2 separate regions of the Macaca mulatta genome follow, and region 1 is linked to region 2. A link is a contact called in public Hi-C data. All regions are on one chromosome and are shown on one strand. The core of a region is the stretch at or near the end of the contact, and the rest is flanking DNA. Distances in the headings are between cores, read along the strand shown.

Evidence for each region. A called contact is a pair of places that touch in the nucleus more often than the background predicts.
Region 1: a Hi-C map of fetal cortex germinal zone shows a contact between it and region 2, with 3 times the contacts expected there. The contact joins the promoter of ATP2C1 here to the promoter of PIK3R4 in region 2. A contact is called at or near these places in 5 of 14 Hi-C or Micro-C datasets (blood, cortical neurons, fetal cortex germinal zone and 2 more).

The regions. Positions count from the first base shown.
Region 1 is chr2:34,023,423-34,029,839 of T2T-MMU8v2.0, reverse strand. It overlaps ATP2C1 (ATPase secretory pathway Ca2+ transporting 1), which reads right to left and starts at 2,336. Exons shown (of 28, transcript NM_001266023.2): 1 at 2,167-2,336. The coding sequence starts at 2,172.
Region 2 is chr2:33,893,262-33,899,477 of T2T-MMU8v2.0, reverse strand. PIK3R4 (phosphoinositide-3-kinase regulatory subunit 4) reads left to right here and starts at 4,143. Exons shown (of 19, transcript XM_077991441.1): 1 at 4,143-4,656; 2 at 5,747-6,216. The coding sequence starts at 5,790.

The DNA.
Region 1 (6,417 bases), core at 1,087-3,586, 130 kb before region 2:
CAGCATTCAACTCAGTTTCCATGGTTTCACCACAACTCAAGCTCTTAAACGTTATCATTCCTCCCTCACAAGATAATTTATACAGGGTTTCTCATTTAAGCCTCTCAACTCTGTGAGTCAAAGATTATCAATTCCAATTTATAGATGAAGAAATACTGGCTCAGAAAGGTGAAGTAATTTACTTAAAATCACATAGCTTTAAGTGGTTCAAGACAAGTTAGTCAAGACTTGAATCCATTTTTGTTTCACACCTCCAAATTGTTAATACTACACCACATCAAAGAAGGATGAGAACTATAAAAAGGCAAGTGAACAATAAAAAGGAACAGGTATCAATCTATGTAGTTTAATATGGTCAATCACTTTGGAAAATTTCTAGGCTATATACAGGCTCTTCTTCAAACTGTTTATGTATTAAAAAAACATGTTATGATAGTTTGGAAACTGACAAAAATGGTCTCTTGATGGTCAAGAATAACAGGACAGAAAATCCCACACGTTTTTAAGAACTGTATAATCTTTTACTATGAAAACACAAAATTCATATTTGGCCACAAAATACAGAGACAGACACAAGCAGGCACCATGCTCCTATCTCACAACCACCGCCTCCCACCTCAGTAGATAATGAGAATCGGCTTCATTACTCATGCTCCTCTTCCTGAGAGATCAAGAAACAAAAGCAACATGAAAGAATCCACCTACTTTAGGCTATCCTCTTAAATCTGGTACCATTCTGAAAACAAGCTCATAAACATACATTAAATTTTAGAAGTTATTTAAGATGTTTCTACCAAGAAACAAGTATATGAATGCATTTAACATTCTTTGTCTCACGTGCAGAATGGATTTGCCTTTCTTAAATCTATAAATTTAGAGAGGAAAAAGACTCAGAAAAGTGATTTTCCTATCACCAAAAACATCACTGCTTTCAAATGTTTCTCAAGACCCAATTAGACAGTATAACTCCTCTGCAGTTATACACTTTAGTATTTCAGAAAATGTCTTCCACCAATTATCCATCCAGAGTAAAATTGGACAATATAATCATGACTCTCATCATATTCCCTACATAGCCCAGAGGTCTCAGATAGCAAAACTGATTACTGCATCTATAAGAAACATCCATTTCAAAATTACCAGTCCTAGTAAGACAATCAAGCTTACATTCTCAACAATGGAAAAACAAATTAGAAGCAGCCAGCAAGCAAGACTGCAGTTCCTTTATACCAGATACAGATTTTTTAAAACAAATTACAGAAGAGGAAAAACCTGTCATTTGTTAAGTATCTTTTATAGTATTTCGCAGCCCGGTTAAAGGCAGAAGAAAAAAAACGATCATGCACAAGTCAGAAGTCAGTCCAAAGAATAAGTGTTGTTTCAGGAGGGGAAAAAAAAAAAATCACTTATTCACAGTTGTTCGACAATTAAAAATAATCAGTGCTGTGCAGGAAAAGCATTAAATATTTTAATGAGGCCAAAGGGATCATGTAACATGTGAATGACGATCTAATGTGTCCAGAGTGTACAGTGAACAAACAGGTTCCGCTGTCAACCTCCTAAATGATGTTTTGAAATAGGGTGGAACTTTAAGAAAAGCACTCGCCTCATAACATTTCATTAAATTCACAGGTTTTTGTTTTGTTGTTTGTGTGTTTGTGTGTGTGTGTGTGTGTGTGTGTGTGTGTGAATTGAAAAACAATGAGCTTTTTCCCCCAGTGCTAGAGATAATAAAACATGGCTTGCTTTCTTATAAATGAATCCTGCCACATCGAGGCTTGAAACGCCAATATACAAAGATGCAGCCCATCCCCTTGTCCCCCATTTCTACTTCCCCTCGGGTAATTCCTTTCAAATAGCTATTTAAACATACATAGACGCTATCTGAAATGAAAACTTTCCTCCCATTCCCTAAGCTGAAGAAAGCAGGAATTCCTCAAGAAAGCTGAATCAAGCTCAGTCACCCACAGAACCCCAATCTCTCAAATGCCCTATGTTACCAAAATAAAAGCTGGATACCCTAAGTAAGCAAATCCTTGGACACTTCACACACACAGTAAATAAATAAGCTCACTAAAATAAAAAGGTGGAAAAACAAAGTCAACTTAAAAGCAAACCACCACACCCTCAACTCCGCGTTGCAACCGGTCGGCCAGGGGCCTTTACCTTCATTTTCCATCGAAACTGCACTCGGGTTGATGGCTACAAAGTCTTTAGTGTCAGCCACGGCCACACTGGGAATAGAGAGAAGAGGAGGACAAGGAAGAGAAGCCCCCGGAATCCCAGGCTGTCACCCCCGCTCCCGGCCACGCGTCCCACGGCTGCTCCCACCACCCCTAGCAGCAGCATCTGCAAGAGAAACCAGGAGAAGCGGCGCTGACGAGATAGAGGCTGAGAAAGGAGTTCCCCGCCCAGCCGCTATCTCGGGAGCCCCCCCGCCCCGCGCCAAGATCCCGCACCCGCCCCATCGTGTGCCCGCAACGTCCCCAGCTCACGCCAGCGGGGCGGCGCCCTAGAGATGTCCCCCCAGCCATGGGATCCCCGAACCTCCCCTTCCTTCAGAACCTGGAAGTTTCTAGAAATGGGGGCAGGAGGTAATACTGGTACCCACCCAAAGCCCCACACAGCCCTCCTCCTGGCTGCGGGGTCTCAGCCGCGGGGCTCGCGGGGGCGCCCCGCGCGCCTCGAGAGAAGAGGAGCTGCTCGCGGGGCAGCGGTGCGAGGCAGGAGCCTGCTCCGGGCGTGAAAAGAAGCGAGCGGGAGGGAGGGAGGGAGGGAGAGAGAGAGGGCGGGCGGGGAGGGGAAAGGAGAGGAGGTGAGGGGACCCGTCACGGTCCGCCGGGCCGGCTCCGCGAGGCCGTGCTGGTCTGCTCCCGCCTCCGACTCCTGCGCTCCGCCCCTCCCCGCCGCCGGCCGCCCAGTCGCGCCCAGCACTCCTGGGCCAGCCGCGCACCAAGCTTTGTCGCTACTACTTCCGCTGCGAGAGGTGCGCGCAGGCGTATTCGTGCTCACGGGCGGGGAAGGCGGAAGTGAAGTGAAGGCCCAGACTTCGGCCTGGAATGGACAATGTTTGTGTTTGGATCCGTCCGGTAGGAGGTCGCGCCGGGTTGGTGGCCCGCCCTGTTCTTGCCGGCGCCTCCCTTATCCCAGGGACGGTATCCGCCCGTTTATGTGCACCCACTTAACGCGAGGGTGGGAGATTCGCCCACGCCGCGTGTTGGCCACACATTCCCGTGGGGCGGCCGCAGGGTCAGCCCAAGCTGACAGCCATGGCTGCTGTCCCTGAGGCGTTTAAGCGCTCTCTACAAATTCTGCAGGGGAAGCCGCTCCCGACGGGGTGGCAGTCACAATCCCAGCAGGCGACGTTGAGGCCCGCGGAAGAAAGGGACGAGGTATCCATGCTCCTGCCAGGGACTGGAGCAGCAAGAGCAGCCTCCCGAGTCTCGCACTCTCACTTGCAAAACCCTGCACTGACTGCTTGGTTTTTGCGGAAGCCGGTCATCGCGGGGCGACTTCCCAAAATTCCGTAAGGGGTGTGTTTAGTTACCATGTGTAATGAGACAGCAAGGTTCAGCCTCAGAGAACTCCAGGGAGAACTAATCTTTTTCATTCGTTTGTGGTGTGTGGAGCTGGGGAGAGGCTGGAACAGCAATTAGAAACCAGTCGTACAGCGGTCGAAGCCAATGAACGAGCACTTCTTCGGCCGCTGTACCTTTGTCCAGGGGCAATGCCTTTTCACACGTAAACATTTCACTTGCTCGGCATCTTACCCAGACCCCTAATAAGTGCTTTTTAATTAACGATTGGTTTTAATAAACCTTGGTGAGCCAGACACGTAGTGTTGAACAGAAGTCCTCGCACACCCATAACCACTAGAGGGCAGGGCTTCACCTACTGAGTTGGTGATCACCCTCCAGAGAACTCGAAAAGAAAATTTCCGTATATGCTAGTTGTGTTTTTCTCCATCAACACTTAGACACTTTACAAATTTGCTTTTTATCTCAAGTCCTGTAACATATCCCAGTGTGCTCTCTAACCACACGTTCAACATCAAAATTAACAGACGGGATTGCCTGTGTTTCTATATTTGTTCCCAAGTAAGTAGTACTAGACTAGGATGGAAAATTCTGGACAGCTTTCTAGATTTACCTTTCTTTTAAGAAATATTGAACCTTTAATCAGCGAGGTCACTTTTAAAGATGAACCCATAAAAATCACTATCAAGTAGATTTCTAGTCTTAAGAGTTAACTATTTATGATCCACCTCTGGCGTGCATGGTCAGTGATTTTTGTCTATACAATGACATAGAGCCAAATTAACGGACGGGGTTGCCTGTTTTTCTATATTTGTTCCCAAGTAAGTGGTACTAGACTAGGATCGAAAATTCTGGACAGTTTTTAGATTTACCTTTAAGAAATATTAAACTTTTATTCAGTGAGGTCACTTTTAAAGATGAACCCACAAAAATCACTATCAAGTAGATTTCTAGTCTTAGGAGTTACTATTTATGATCCACCTCTGGCATGCATTGTCAGTGATTTTTGTCTACATAATGACATAGCCTATGATTTTTACAATGATTGTGCTCTCTTGTAACCAATTTGTAACAGTTATCACTACATACTCAACCTTGAAACAGCATTATATTAAAAATGAAAGCATCTAAGGTAGGAAATTACACAATATAAACACTTTGGTATTAACATACGCATTTACAAAATAGAGGGTAACTACAGAATTTGATATTGGGTCACTTTAGCTGAAACATTTTTCTAAAGCAACTTTTCAGAGCTATCTATTTTATTAATAGACTGCAATACTCTAGCATTAACACTGAATCTATAACTCTTCCAAAAGATTTATAGCTCCATGGTTTATTCCTAAAATGACTTAAACTGAAATTTTACTTTTGGTCGCCTAAATTATGAAAATCATTGTTCCTATTACTAAGCCAAAAAAGAAACCAGTAAGATCAAGATCAGCTTTACCAAGAAGAATTGACCAATGAGTCATTTTATATAAAAAACTTAAGCATCTGCAAATTCTGGTGTCTGAGGGGGTTCTGGAACCAATCCCCTGTGGACACTGAGGGATGACTATATATATACATGTCATACACACACGTATGTATACATATAAACAAATATATGCACATACATGTACATATATTCATACACACACATACATACACACTACCCTTCTTTCAAAAGATTGTTGTAAGAATCTCATAAAGTAAGTGAACGCAGGTTGCAAATTATAAGCACTATAGAAGTATAAGATTATTATAGAGAGAAACGAGCAAATCCCTGGAGTGTTAGCTACAATGAGATTGATGGCAATGAAATATATTATGTCCAAGTTTCATCTTATTGCTTCCATAGAAATCAAAGCTCTAAAAATTCTTTCTACTCTCCTTTCGTCCTGAATATTCAACCTACAAAATTAAGTGCATCTGATGCAAAAAGTGGTCACATGAGCAAGAAGGGGAAATTTGTCATGCTTCTCCGCTTGGGGGAAATATTACAAATGGGAAAGATTGAAGAAGAATGGTCATGATGTTCTCATTTTCTTCATACTGTGCTTTATTCCACAAAGGATGTGAGGCATCTTGATTTTAATATCAAATTTGATAGCTGCATTTTTATAAACCTGGATGGTAAAAGAATATGTGGTTCTTTAGGAATTTAAAAATTAAAACTTAGAAAAATTATTTTAAAATCTTTCCTTAGTTAATTAATGTCTTCTTTAAAGGCTGTTTTAATGTTGTTTAAAGTACCAGAGGTTAATAGTTACGAAATTTCACCTAGCTGCTAGAAAAGAAATTGTCATTTTATTTTAAGTTGAACATTTTATTTATTTATTTACTTTCTAACTTACTTAAGAGACTGTGTCACTCAGGCTGGAGTGCAATGGTGTCATCATAGCACACTGCAGTCTTGAACTCCTGGGCTTGAGATCCTCTTGCCTCAGCCTCCCAATGTGCTTGGGATTAGAGGCATGAACCACCATGCCTGGCAAAGTTGGACATGTTAAAAACATATAAAGATGCATCACTTTATTTTTATAAGCTAACCTACTCCAACAGAACAAAAAGAAGTATTTTTCTTCTTATAGGATAAAGGACATGCTAAATGTCAAGTTTAGAGAACTATACAGTTTTATTGCCAAGAGTGTTGTATGAAATCAGTGCCTAACAAATACTACCAGAATTGCTATAAATCTGCCTAGTTCCATGTTTTGGCAGTGCTGGAAGATTAAAAGTTGGAAGCAAGAATAAAAATTGAAGGACTCATATGAGCTACTTGTGTTTGGTTGGTTTTAATAGGACCCAGATCCCCAAGTACTCTACAAATATTTTACCACTCACAAAATTCCATAGCCTCTTTCACACTTGCTAGCATTCTAAACATGAAATA
Region 2 (6,216 bases), core at 2,894-5,393:
AAGGTAAGGCTAACTGCTATAATTAATAGACTATGAGATTTTGCTGGCTTATAATGGGGTATACTTTTGTATATGTAAAAGTTCTATGTGGGTGTGCCTGCTAAGCAGGGGTCTTTCTCCAGGCTGTGATTTGGGGACACAGGCTGCTATCTTCTTGTGGCTCTGGCATTAACTAGGGCCTTTAAGTCTTCTGCAACCAGGCTAAAGAGGAAAGAAGGTGGAACTCATTCACCTCCTATCATGTACTAGAAATGAAACACATAATTTCCACCTGAACTTCATAGTGAAAGCTAGTAAAATGGCTCCACTTAGGTGCAAACAGTGGTGTGGGACTGAAAAATTGGTTCCTATAGTTCAGGCACTTCCCAGAAACATCTATTTTCTGTGGAAAGGGACAGTTAGCCATCACTGCCAAAATGCAGCTGCAAGGACACTGGCTAGAGGATGGTCCAGTGTTTGCTGGCTCTTTCTTAGTTTGACTTCAACAGTAGCAAGTAAATTTTATCTTTTATTTGCTTTGAAAAGAACTAGGTGAAATTTCTTCAAAAAAAAAACCTCCATGGACGGTCATGATTGCTATTTAACAACAGAAACAAGGAAAGAAGGAAGAAAGAATGAGAAGGAAAGAAAGAAAAAAGGAGGAACTGGAAAGAAAAAGAAAAGAAAACCATAGTAGTGAGTATAGAAGGCATTGAAAAAATCCACAAGTTATTTCACAAAATGTAATGTTGGGGAAAATACAGGTGGGGAAAAGCAGAAATAATCTAAATCGGGACATATTTACCATATTTCTATACCATTACTTCTCTATTGGAGAGATATCTAAAGCACTTACATACATGGTATTCGAAGTCTGAAATATAAGCTTACTCCTTAAAAAAATACTATCTGGTAATTAACTGAGTGCTTCTACTGATTTTATGTATATATTTTAGATGTTCCCAGTCCTGGGACTCCTGACCTTGGCCCTAATGATCACAAACCTCACAAAGTCCATATTTATTGATTCAAAAAATACTGATTGAATGTCTATCATCTGTTAGGTATGGTTCTAGGTGTTGAAGATATCCTGATGAGTAAGAATCACACAATCACTGTTGTCGTGGCGTTTACAGTCTAGTGATAAAAGAGACAATAAACAGTTATGCCTCAAACTTAAAGGATTTCAATAATAATAAGCACTGTGAAGGAAAAGTAGAAGGTCCATGAAAGTATATAATGGGGGGCAGTCAGTGAAGAACTGCATGAGGTGATGGCACCTAATCTGGGACTTGAAAGATGAAAAGATTTTGGCTAAAGAATAGGGGAAAGAGTGTTCTAAGCAGAGGAAAGAGTAAATGTGAAGGACTAACAGTAGGGAAAGGTTTGACAATTAGAACAGGATAGGAGCAAAGAGAAAGCCAGTGTGGGAGATTGAGAGGGACAATGAGTGATGTCAATTGCAGTGCAGCAGGTGGGCAGGGGTCAGATCATGCAAGGATTTGTAGGGCAAGCTACGAATTTTTAATGTTAGCCTAAAAATGAGGAGGAGCTTCTAGAAGGATGTAAGCACAGATGTCTTATGATTATAATTTCATATAAAAAAGACTACTCTAGGACTAGCCATGTCAGACATTAAAACATTATACAATTATTTTAAAAGTACTGGTAGATGAATTAAATAGTACCTCAATGGACAGAAAAGAAAGTCCAGCAGAAGACCCAGATATACATAGGAAATCTGTTATATGGTAAATATGACATTTCAACTAAGTGGGGGGAAATGTATTACTCAACATTTTTAGATAACTGAGTAACTCTCTAGAAAAACATACAGTTGTAGCTATACTTCAGAAATTTAAGAGCACAAAATGAAACCATAAAAGACCCAGAAAAAATTTTGGGAGAAGTATACAAAATAATATCAGGAGTGAGGAGTGCCTTTTCTGTGTAGGTTTCAAAATGTAGACATCATGACAATGATGGTTGCTTGGCCTAGGCTCTGAGGAGATGGCAGTGAATGGGTTCAAGGTATATTTCGGGGATGGAATCAGCAAGAGCAAGTGATCACTGAATGGGAGGAATGAGTGTGGTGAGGAAGAGAGGGAGAGTAGGAATATGTTAAGGATGCCTTAATGAGTTCCAAATTTACAGTCTTGAGGAATTCAGTGGGTAGTAGTGCTGCATATTGAGTTGGAGAAGAAGGGAGGAGGGAATGTTGCAGGGATAATAACAATTTCAGCTTTGGATTAAAACATTTTGTGTTTTAAAGAACACTATCAAAAATGTGAAAAGACAACATAGAGAAAATATTTGCAAATACTATCTCCGATAAGGGATTTGTATCTAGAATATATAAAGAATGCTTACAACTCAATAATAAAAAGACAAACCAATTAAAAATAGTCAAATAATTTATATAGACATCTCTTCAAAGAAGATATATGAACAGAAAACAAGCACAATAAGAAAGATGCTTAATAGAATTGGTTATTAGGGAAATACAAATCAAAACAACGAGATACCACTTAAGAGCCACCAGGATAATAAAAAAAGGAGATAATAACAGTGTCAGCAAGAATGTGGAGAAATTAGAGCCCTCATACATTGCTAATGGGAATGTAAAATGGTGCCTGCACTTTGGAAAACAGTTTGGCAGTTTCTGAAATGTTAAACATAGAGCTGCCATATGAGCCCACAATTTCATTCCTCAGTATCTATCCAAGAGAAATGAAAACATATGGCTACACAAAGACTTATACACTAATGCTATGAACATAGCAGCATTATTCATAATAACCTAAAAGTAAAACAACTCAAATGTCTATCAACTGACAAAAGGATAAACAAAATGTGATATATCCATACAAAAAAAATATTTGCAACAACAAATAAATGAAGTACTAATACAAGCTACAACAGGGATAATCCTCAAAAACATTATGCAAAGTGAAAGAAGTCAGTCTCAAAGCCCACATATTATATATAAAATGTCCAGAAGAGGCAAGCGTATAGAAACAGAAAGTAGATTAGTGATTGCCTAGGGCTGGAAGCGGGAGGAGAAATGGGGGAGAACAGGAGCGACTGCGAATGGTTTCACGGTTTCCTTTTGGGGTAATGAAAATGTTTAAAATCAGGCAGGCTGGGCACGGTGGCTCATACCTGTAATCTCAGCACTTTGGGAGGTCGAGGCGGGCGGATCACTTGAGGTCAGGAGATCCAGACCATCCTGGCCAACATGGTGAAACCCCGTCTCTACTAACAATACAAAAACTAGCTGGGCGTGGTGGCACATGCCTGTGGTCCCAGCTACTCTGGAGGCAGAAGCATGAGAATCGCTTGAACCCGGTGGAGGTGGAGTTTGCAGTAAGCCGAGATGGCACTACTGCATTCCTGCCTGGGTGACACAGCGAGATTCTGTCTCCAAAAAAAAAAAAAAAAAAGGCCGGGTGCGGTGGTTCACGCCTGTAATCCCAGCACTTTGGGAGGCCGAGGTTGGCGGATCACGAGGTCAGGAGATTGAGACCATAACACGGTGAAACCCCGTCTCTACTAAAAACACAAAAAATTAGCCAGGCGTAGAGGCCGGCGTCTATAGTCCCAGCTACTCGGGAGGTTGAAGCCGGAGAATCGCTTGAACCCGGGAGGTGGAGGTTGCAGCAAGCCGAGATCGTGCCACTGCACTCCAGCCAGGGTTACAGAACGAGACTCCGAGACTCCATCTCAAAAATAAATAACTAAATAAAATCACATTATAGGGATGATTGCACAACTCGACAGATGTATTAAAAACTACTGCTTTGTACATTTTAAGCAGGTGAACTTTATGGTATGTAAGTTATATCTCAATAGAACTCTTAAAAATCCAGCTTGGGATATATTAGTTTTCCTAAATATTCTTGAGTTCTCTTAACGCTGTTCTGCTGTCCTGGGAGTGAAGGGGTGTCTGAACAGGTTCTAGGGGATGTCAGAAACCTCAGCGTTCGAGAATGAAAGGTAGAAGAGGAGGACGGGGATAGATCGTTGTCAGAGCATTATTTTCTCCCTGTAGTTTCGCCCGGAGTAAGACCACGCCTTCGTTCGTTTCCTAGCAACCAGTTTCCTACCCCGGCAATTCCTCAAGGCTCACTCTTTTTCGTCACTTCTGCTCGGCGACAGGAAGTGAGGTCAGACCGGCTGCTTTCCCGGGAGTTCGGCGTTTGCTGCGGCTGTAGCAGCTGAAGTATAGTGTTTTCCTGGGACTGGCGGTCTCCACTTCTCTCCCGGGTTCCATCTCCCCCCGCCCGGTGGTGAGGCCCTCGAGGAGGGCTCGGAAGGGTGTAGCGATCCGCGCTAGAGGAAGACGAGGCCCAGGAACGCATGGCCCCCAGGGCAGGTTAGGGGGCTGGAAGGGGCAAATCCCAGGGTACCTGTGGAAACTCTTTAGCGTGGCTTCTTCTCTCTGCTGAGACCCCGAGAGCTTTCCCAGTTCTCCTCCCAGGACCACCCGGGTTCCTGAAGAGCGGGACTTTTCTGCGCCCCTCCCCCAACAGCCCATCTCCTGCCTATGAAGAAAGACCCTTCGTAGAGATAGCTTCCCCGCTGCTGACGCGTTTTCCCGTCCCGTCCTCGAAGTAGTCCACTATGACCTCGTTGTGAAGCCTCTGAACGATTTTTGACACTTTCCCGAGGCCTAGGGTAAATGTTTATGTGTGCTTAAGGTCGTGTGTGTATATGTGTGGCATTTATTTCTTGCAAAACCTGAGTTAGCAAAACCCTGGGCTACGGTTAGCAAGTGCCTATTTTGGTCTACATTTCTTTAACATCTGTGGCAAGGTTTCTTGTTGCAGACCAGGGAAGTTTGCACCTTCTTTTAGCTGGGTGAGCGGGCACATTGGAATTAGGCAGGAAGTGTCCAGGAGTTAACTGAATTTTTAGATCTTGGTTTGACCATTTCAGGAATTCAGTGACCTATTTGTATTAGATGACTCCTAGTCAGTTTCACATTTTTCTTTTTTTCTTTTTTCTTTTGAGACGGATGGAGTCTCACTCTGTCACCCAGGCTGGAGTGCAGTGGCGGGATCTCCACTCACTGCAACCTACGCGTCCTGGGTTCAAGCAGTTCTCCTGCCTCAGCCTCACGAGTAGCCGGGATTACAGGCGCCCACCACCACACCCGGCTAATTTTTGTATTTTTAGTGGAGAGGGGGTTTAACCATGTTGGCCAGGCTCGTCTTGAACTCCTGATCTCGTGATCTGCTGGCCTCGATCTCCCGAAGTGCTGGGATTACATGCGTGAGCCACCGCGCCCGGCCAGTTTTAAGTTTTTAATGTGTCTGTGTCTTATTTCCAAGAAACTACAGGTTCTTGGACAAGAACTATGTCATATAGTAATTTTGTGATTCTCATAGCCCCAAGCACAGCACGGAATACATAGTAAAGGCTCATTAATATTTTAAATTTAAATATCAGAAAATAACACATTCTAACATTTTTGGCTTAAAGTTGAAGAGACCTATTTAAATATAGTTCAGCTCCTGGAAATGGCGATGCACAATAGCAGGATCTTTTTAGGTAAAATAAGGTCTTCTTAGAGAAAATAACATGGTCTTTTTAGATAAATGTGTGTGAAATTTAGAGACTGCCCAGAAGGCTAGGTACAGTGCTCTTAGTGGAAGAGAAATATGCTGCATCTGTCTTTTCGGAAGAGACCAAATAATGGAATAATGGTATTTCACTGCTTCTTTGTTTCTTGTCTTTTTTCTTCATTTGTTTTTCTTTTAAATAGGTATTGTATCCTAACCTTACCGACCCCAAAGGTGCCTGCCATTATGGGAAATCAGCTTGCTGGCATTGCTCCCTCCCAGATCCTTTCTGTAGAGAGTTATTTTTCAGATATTCATGACTTTGAATATGATAAAAGCCTGGGGAGTACTCGGTTTTTTAAAGTTGCTCGAGCCAAGCACCGAGAAGGCCTGGTCGTTGTGAAGGTTTTTGCAATTCAGGATCCCACATTGCCTTTAACCAGCTATAAACAAGAGCTGGAGGAACTGAAAATCAGGCTTAATTCTGCACAGAACTGTCTACCTTTCCAAAAAGCATCAGAGAAAGCATCTGAGAAAGCAGCTATGCTCTTTAGGCAGTACGTGCGAGACAATCTCTATGATCGTATCAGTACCCGTCCATTCTTGAATAACATTGAGAAGCGCTGGATTGCTTTCCAGATCCTGACAGCTGTGGACCAAGCACACAAATCTG